Linked DNA regions of Sus scrofa: regions 2 and 3 are each linked to region 1. The links are chromatin contacts, called in public Hi-C and HiChIP or PLAC-seq maps. All regions are on one chromosome and are shown on one strand. Each heading gives the region's core, a stretch centred on a gene start, on an enhancer-like site or on the middle of the called end of the contact. The rest is flanking DNA. Distances are from core to core; before and after follow the strand shown.

Evidence for each region. Hi-C and Micro-C count contacts between places; a contact is called where the count stands out from the background. HiChIP or PLAC-seq counts read pairs in DNA pulled down with a chosen protein or histone mark.
Region 2: an H3K27ac HiChIP or PLAC-seq map of skeletal muscle shows a contact between it and region 1. The contact joins the promoter of GPCPD1 here to the promoter of C17H20orf196 in region 1. A contact is called at or near these places in 4 of 5 promoter capture datasets (fetal liver, fetal skeletal muscle and liver), 19 of 47 Hi-C or Micro-C datasets (alveolar macrophages, blood, brain and 10 more) and 2 of 2 datasets of contacts at active chromatin or transcription factors (alveolar macrophages and skeletal muscle).
Region 3: a Hi-C map of skeletal muscle shows a contact between it and region 1, with 4 times the contacts expected there. The contact joins the promoter of MCM8 here to the promoter of C17H20orf196 in region 1. A contact is called at or near these places in 3 of 47 Hi-C or Micro-C datasets (heart right ventricle and skeletal muscle) and 1 of 2 datasets of contacts at active chromatin or transcription factors (alveolar macrophages).

Annotation. Positions count from the first base shown.
Region 1 is chr17:14,609,337-14,612,036 of Sscrofa11.1, forward strand. It overlaps C17H20orf196, which reads left to right and starts at 1,387. Exons shown (of 3, transcript XM_021078198.1): 1 at 1,387-1,502. The coding sequence starts at 1,458.
Region 2 is chr17:14,474,922-14,477,621 of Sscrofa11.1, forward strand. It overlaps GPCPD1 (glycerophosphocholine phosphodiesterase GPCPD1), which reads right to left and starts at 1,302. Exons shown (of 20, transcript XM_021078049.1): 1 at 1,103-1,302.
Region 3 is chr17:14,789,010-14,791,709 of Sscrofa11.1, forward strand. It overlaps MCM8 (DNA helicase MCM8), which reads left to right and starts at 1,389. Exons shown (of 17, transcript XR_002339862.1): 1 at 1,389-1,572. TRMT6 (tRNA (adenine(58)-N(1))-methyltransferase non-catalytic subunit TRM6) reads right to left here and starts at 1,309. Exons shown (of 9, transcript XR_002339863.1): 1 at 999-1,309.

The DNA.
Region 1 (2,700 bases), core at 137-2,636:
AAGAGAAAAATTAGAAGAAAGCGGTATCAGAGAAGCTCAGGGACAAGGGCTTTACAGAAGGAGGGAGTGATCAGCAATGTTCAGTGCCGTTGAGAACCAGGTGTATCCTCAGACAAACTCAAATTGAGGGACATTCTACTCATTACTGAACTGTACTCTTCAAAATGTCAGTGCCAAGAAATACAAAGAAAAATGGAGAAACAGAGACTAAGCAAGACTAAAGAGACAGGAAAACTGAGAATGCAGTGAATGATCGGAATTTTCTTTTGTTATTTTAAAGTCATTTTATTTTATTTTATTTTATTTTTTGTCTTTTTGTCTTTTTTAGGGCCACACCTGTGGCATATGGAGGTTCCCAGGCTAGGGGTCTAATTAGAGCTGTAGCCCCCAGCCTATGCCAGAACCACAGCAATGCCAGATCTGAGCCACGTGTCTGTGACCTACACCACAGCTCATGGCAACGCCAGATCCTCAGGGATCAGACCTGCAACCTCATGGTTCCTAGTCAGATTTGTTTCCACTGCACCAGGACGGGCTCTCCTAAAGTCATTCTAAATTGTTGTATAATCAGATAATTAATTTCATTCAATAACATTTGAGTTTATCATTTCTATTTTTTGTTGGGGGGGCATGCAGAAATTCCTGGGCCAGGGATTGAACCTGAGCCACAGCAATAACCTGAGCCACAGCAGTGACAATGGCTGATTCTTAATCTTTAGGCCACCAGGGAACTCCCTGGAAGAGTTTTTAATGAGATATATTACATAGAAAAAAGTGAAAATCAAAATTATACACTGATTATCAAAGCACAAAGCTGGAAGCAAAAGCTGAATTTATATTTACTGTGTTAGGTTTGTCTGAATGTGAAGGAACGTTTTACTTCTAATTGTATCTTTAAATTTGACTTCAAAACGTCACTATATCAGCCAGACTGTAGTATCTGGCAGGTAGTTCGCCGAACTTCAGCTAGTGTTATTTAAAATCTTCATCCTGAGCATAAGATTCCTAACTTATGGGGTTCTATACTAGTGTAGGCATCTATAGGAGGCTGTAGGTGTACAGTGCTTTTTCAAGAATATGATGAGATGGAAATAGTAACCCTCATTCGCTTATCTGTGGTCCTGACATTTTGGCGGTGTGCAGCAGTACCCGCCTGCAACATATTGAAATATTAACATTATCTTTTTAAATCTCTCTACTTTTCATGTTTTTCAAAGTGTAGATATTGAAGTTTTCAAAAATTTAAAATATTTTTCTTGTTCCCTTTAGCGTCTACCAAGCACACTCATCAATAAAACCTCTAGAAACTGCCGAAACTAGCCCTACGTGGAACGCATCATTGGCTATACCCATGCCCTCAGTCAAGATGGCCGCAACTCCCTCCCCTTGGTCTTTCCTGCCCTTAGCAAAGATGGTTCCAGCGACTTCCTTTCAACCTCGCTTTTCCCGTAATAAACATGGGGCCTCCGCTTCCGGTTGGAAGCCGCTGCTGTTTCGGGGTGGTGAGTGTCAGTGGGCCCTGGCGATTTTTCTAGGTCAGTTTTCGTTGCAGACGCTCGAGTGCCTTGAATTGGGGGAAAGGTAGGACTCTCCACGAGACTTCAGCCGTTCTTTCCAAACTGGGAAGTTATGGCTGCTTTCCTTGGCACATTCCCAAACTCCTCCCCTCCCATTACATGGGGCGTCTCAGCCACAGCTTTGGGGAAGTCCCAGAATTTGCGGGCCGTGTCTAGATGAGCTTTGGTTCTTCTTTTTAAAAAACAAACTTATTGAGATATAATTCACATATTATAATACAATTTGCATAAAGTATAAAAATTGGAAGTTCCTTGTGGCACAGCGGGTTACGGATCTGTCATTCTGCTCCTGTGTCGAAGGTCCCTATTGCAGTATGGGTTTGATCCCTGGCCTGGAACTTCCACTTGCTGTAGGTGTCAATTCAGTGGGTTTTCGTATATCCTCAGAATTGTGTTTCCATAACCAAAATCTAATTTTAGAATATTTCCATCAGCTCCAGGTGATGAAAACCCTGTACTCATTAGCAGTCACCCCCCCCCCCAACGAGGACCTCCCCAGTCCTAGGCAATTATTAGTCTACTTTTTGTCTCTATAGATTTGTCAGTTTGCGTATTTGATGTAAATGGAATCCTACAATAAGTGGTCTTTCTTGACTAAATTCTTTCACTAAGTAAAATGTTTTAAAAAGTTCTTGTGGCATGTATTGGAACTTAGTTCCTTTATTGCTGAAAAATATTCCTGGTTTTCATATACTACATTTTATTCAGCCATTCATCAGTTCATGGACATTTGGATTGTTTCCACTTTTTGGCTGCTGTGAACATTTGTATAAAGTTTGTGTGGACACATGTTTTTATTTCTCTTGAGCATGTACATATATCTACGAGAGGAGTTGCCAGATCCAGCTGTAACGCTGACCATTTGAGGAATTGCTAAACTGTTTTCCAAAGTACTTGAGCCATTTTACCTGTTTGCATATGGATATCCAGTTGTCTCAGCATTGAAAAGACCATTCTTACCGTGTGAAATTATCTCAGCACCTTGGGGAAAATAAATTGGCCATAAATGTAAGCTTTTACTTTTGGACTCTCAGTTTTATTCCATTAATCTATATGTCTATCCTTATTACAGTTCTACACAGCCATGATTCCTGAAGCTTGTGATTGGTTTTGAAATTAGAAA
Region 2 (2,700 bases), core at 52-2,551, 130 kb before region 1:
AGTCCAACTTTTCTAAGTCTTACTGGTCTAGAACATTGGTTCTCCCTGGTTAAGCCCAGAACCATCTGAGCCATTTGCAGTTTTACCTGTTTATCTTGTGTTATTTGTATCTAGAATGTTACCAGTTGGAAAAGGACTGATAGCTTGTATTTGTTTCTTAGCTAAGTCTTAACTGTCAGAAATGTAACAAGAAGGAGTAAGGTGAAAGGTTAATGAATAGGAACTGCACAGAAATAGGAAGGGCTGAAAAAGAGTATGAAAAAAACATCAAGTCCAAACATCCTGCTTGGTTCTATCAGTTCCTCTAAGTGTTACATCAGACTAGACAGCTGGCTCAAGGTGAAAGATTTCTTTACAATTCGAGACTAAATTCATGACCGATTTCCTTTGGAAACGAACAGTTGGGTAAAAGGGGGCTGATGAAGCATCGAAACGTTGGAGGCTTTTTTCCAGAAGTCATCAGGGTCATTTAAAGAGCTTTGGAAAAAGTAGAGCTTTAGGAGAAGGGGCAGCTGTCTTAAAATTATTTCAAGGGCACTGATGTCTATTCCTGGAACCTTTTCCTAAGAGAGTAAGGCATTTCGGTTTCTTGGAATGACTGAATTACACAAGCATGCCCAAGACTAAGCAATTTCAGAAAATAAGCAGTTGTCAAAACACTATGAATTACTTAGCGATAAAACCTGAGAGTGGTGGTGGGCGAAGGGTATGCTGCTAGGGGTACACAGACGACTTCAGCTGCATTTATGTTCCTTCGTTCCTTAACTTGCTTTTTGGAACACTCGTGGTTGTGGTAGTCCTATGGTCTATGCATTCTGGTATTTTGAAAACACTACAAAATTTTTGGAGGGTAACTAAGCACCCGGCAGCTCCGCGGAATCGTGACAACAAACGATAAATACAGTAAATATGCGTTACCCACAGACCTACGAGAGCCAACGTCCAGGCCGCGGTCTCCACGGCGGGCAGATCCCGTTCGGGCTGGGGGACCCTCCCCACGCCTCGCCCCACCGCGTCCCCTCGCCGGGTCGCCCTGACAGCTCGGCTGCCACGTGAGCAGCAGCCGTGGCCCCCGCGTCGAGCGCCCGGCCTCCCGCCTCACCTGCCCCGTCCACTGGTCCGCGCCTCCACCGCAGCGCCAGACAGCAGTGCCGCGGGCCGAGGTGCCGGGTACCCGCCGTGCGCACCTCGCCAGCTCTCTCCGAGTCGGACCGCTGCGGCGCCCAGCGGCAGGAAGCGGCTCCGCTCAAACCGGTTTCAGCTGCTCCAGACCAAACCGCCAGGCCATCCCGCGGGGCGGGGCTGGAGGGCTGGCGGGCGGGGCCTGACGTCACGCCCGGCGCCGTCCGAACCAATAGGCGCCCGCGCGTGAGGGGCGGGCCGCGCGAGTTCCTGGAAAGGGCCCGCATCGTCAATCGGTGGTGGCCGGGCATCCCCGGGGTCCCCGGCGTCTGCCTTTTCCGTTGGCTGGAATCCGCCGCGGGTGGCGGCGCCGAGCAGGCCTGGCTTGGGTTCATAGATGCCTATCTTGGAACTCTTAAGTATTAAGACAACCTAGACTAGGACGTGGAGCTGCAATTATAAATTGCATTTTTCCTCATCGGAAAGCGAGAGAAATGAGCAGGCCTGACCTCAGGAACTTTTCCTCCGTTCCAAATTAACAAGCACACTTGGGTCAGATCTTTAGGGTTAAGAAGGAGAATTAAGTGACCTAAGATGGTTGAGCGTTTACAACATTCGCTGCGAAAGCTTGATATTCCAAGCCAGCAGTATCACCTGGGAGCGATCAGAATTGCTCTATTGGGATCCTCTGCCTATTCGAATTGCGTTTAACAAGATCCCCAGATTATTTGTATGTAAATTAAAGTTTGAAGGAAATTTTATGGAAGCTGGAAAAAGTAGCAAAAAATTGTAGTTTAATTTCTGGGGGAAAAAATGAGCTATATTAAGAAAAAAAAAAAAAAAAGCGAGGAGTTCCCATAGTGGCACAGCGGAAACGAATCCGACTAGGAACCATGAGGTTTCGGGTTCCAACCCTGGCCTCGCTCAGTGGGTTAAGGAACCGGGTTGCCCTGAGCTGTGGTGTAGGTTGCAGACGGGGCTGGAATCTGGGGGTTGCTATTGCTCTGGTAAGGCCAGCAGCTGTAGCTCTGATTAGACCCCTAGCATGGGAACTTCCATGTGCCAGGCGTGGGGCCCTAAAAAGACAAGAAAAAAAAGTGAAGTTTTTTTTTCTCTTTTGATGGTCCCAGAAAAATGAGTTAATCAGCATTTGCCACTCACCCAACTTAACATTTTCCAGCATCAAGGTTAACCACTGATTAATTCCTGAAAGAAAATTTTATCAGGTTTTATTTAATCATTTAAATCAAGTGTGATACCGAAAATTTACAAAGAACCGTCTTGGAGTTCCCACTGTGGCATAAGGGGATCAGGGATTTGGGGAGTGCTGGGGTGTGGATTTGACCCCTAGTTGGACACAGTGGGTTAAGGATACGGCATTGCTGAGCTGCAGCTTAAGTCACAACTATGGCACGGATCTGATCCCTGGCTGGGGAACTCCATGTGCTGCAGGGAAGCAAAAAAAAAAAAAACCCAAAAAACAAAACAATAATAATAAAATTGGAGTTCCTGTTGTGGTGCAGTGGTTAAAAAATCCGACTAGGAACCATGAGGTTGCAGGTTCAGTCCCTTGCCTTG
Region 3 (2,700 bases), core at 139-2,638, 180 kb after region 1:
CTGGTCTGGTAGGCAAAGCAGAGTGTGTCAGGCAAACTGTTTGGCCTAACAGGAGGTCACTGCCCTAGTCAGGAAAAGTGGACCCTGTGTGCTTTGCTGGGAAAAAGTGGTATTTGCAGAGTCTGCTCAGAGAGCCAGGATTGCTTCTGCACAACCAGATGAATGCAGCCTTGAGGAATAGTGAAGGGAGAATCTGGCCTGGGATGTAACTGAGCTCAAAGCTTAATTTTCTAAATAAAATGGAAACTAATGCCATGGCTGCTGCCAAGAAAACTGATGGAAATGTTTCAAAATGACTGTCTAAAGAATATGTTTCAGAAATAGAGATGTCTCCTTAGAAATAAAAAGCTCTTGTCTGAAAGAGCACACTATTGAGAAGTATACTCTAACAATCACATTTCACAATAAAGTAACTTAAAAGGACAATGCAAGAGAGAAACCGAAGTTTCACCTACAGTTACTATACAGCTGTGTAACTCTGAAATCATTCATCCAACTTATGACCTAAGGACTTTGCTGCATTGCTATATTTCAACTAAAAAGTTTAAATAATTAGTATTAGCACTTTTCAAAATTATGTACTTGGAAGCACATACACATTTCCAATCAGAAAATCTGAGAAGAAAAAAGTATTGGTTTCAAGAATACAAAATAAAGTAGTGATGGGGCGTTGGGTGGACTCTGGGAGACAAGGGTGAGATCAGAGGGTGAAGGGGTTCTGTGAGAAGATAGGAAAGAAGACCTCAAGAACCTAGGAAAAGAACTCCGGGACAGGGATGGTGAAAGAGGCAAGGCACCTAAAGCCAAGAATGGGAAAAGAACTCTGTGGAAAGATTAAGCGGGATGCTTAAGACAGGTGGGGTGAAACGGATCCCAGGGGCTGAGAACGGGGTCTTGGATGCAAATGCCTAGGTGCGAAGACCCGAGAGTAGTTAATGAGAGAGAGCGTCTCCTGAAGGTGGGGGCTGGGAAACCATAAGGCCAGAGACCTGACTTACTTTCTCCGCTGGACTTGCACTGCTTTAAACACATCTTCCCGTTTCAGCACCACGAAGTCGCCGTCGCGGATGCAGTGATCCCCGGGATGCAGTGGCTGTGGGCCCGGTTGCTCGTCAGAGCCCTCCATGACGCTCAGCCGATCTCTGAGCTCCGCGGCGTCTCTCTAGTTCCCTCTCCGCCCCTCGTCTAGGGTTGTCGCCGCCGGCGGCCTGGCCTCGCACAAACCGAGGGGACGCCGAGCCCAGAGATCTGCACCTCCCCCACGTGCTGCGCACCGCTTCCGCTTTCCGGTCAGAGCCTCAGGACAACTTCCGGGAGCCTCACAGCTTCCGTCTGGCCGATCTCCTTGATTGGCTGCCCTCCATCTCGCCCCTCCCGTCACGCCGCAGCTACGGGCGGAAGTTGCGTCACAGAAGCGCCAAAAAAGAACTTAGAAGACTGGAGTTAGGTTTCAGACCCTGTTGTGGCTGCCTGAAGTAGACCTATTCGGCGACCCACTGCAGCCTCAGTGGAGAAGCCGAGGTCCCCGAGCAGCTTTGACGTACAATCCTTGGCCCCTCCCGGGGACGTCAGGTAAGCTGAGGGCGAAGAGTCTGCGGGACTTAGGCAGAGTCATCTGAGGAGCTCGGACCGTGGAGTCTCCTCCGCTCCGCCGAGCTTCCCCCAGCTAGGAAGGGAGAGCCAACCCATCCACGAACTAAGAGAGCTCTGTGACCTGTCATCCTTTGCAAGTAAAAACTTAGTCTGAGAAGACTTAAATGAAGCGAGGTATTTGACCAAGCATAGCAGCTCGACGGGCGGGTCCTTGCCTCTTTCTCCAGTCCTACTCCTTAGTAGTTATTCCCACTGTATTACCTCCTTTGAGAAAGATAGGGGACATAGCGTTGTCGAAGGAGAGCTTCAGCCTGGGAATGTGGATAGGAAATTTGAGCTTCGTTCTGTCACCAGTTGATCAGTTAATTTTTTTTAATTTTATTTCATTTTTTATTACTCAAATGAATTTATCACATCTGTAGCTTATAATGATCATAACAGTCTGATTTCACAGGATTTCCATCGCACAGCCCAAGCACATAGTTAATTTTTTTTTTTTTTGCTTCAGTTTCTTGACGTACGATGTGGTCTACATGATTATCAAAGCCATGTTAGTGCCTTAAGATCGTGAACTTGTTTAGTTATTAACGTATTAATTAAATCTTTTTAAATAGAGCTGCGGGAGTTCCCATTGTGGCGCAGCGGAAACGAATCCGACTAGGAACCAAGAGGTTGAGGGTTCGATCCCCGGCCTCGCTCAGTGGTCAAGGATCCGCGTTGCCGTGAGCTGTGGTGTAGGTCACAGACGCGGCTCAGAACTGGCGTTGCTGTGGCGTAGGCTGGCAGCTACAGCTCCAATTAGACCTGTAGCCTGGGAACCTCCATATGCTGTGGATGCAGCTCTAAAAAAAAGGCAAAAGACAAAAATATAAAAATAAGTAAATAAATATAGATGCAGATACGCTGCCTGGTAATGAATTGCGTTAGAGTATGGGTATATTTTTATACATTTTAACCCTTGGGAATGAACTATTGAATTTATAGTTTATTATTGTTTATAGCTGATTAAAATATTATTTATAATGTTTATAAGGTATTAGTTTCAGGTAAACAACATAGTGACCTAATATTTTATGTATTATGTTCCATTCAAAGTTATTATAAGGA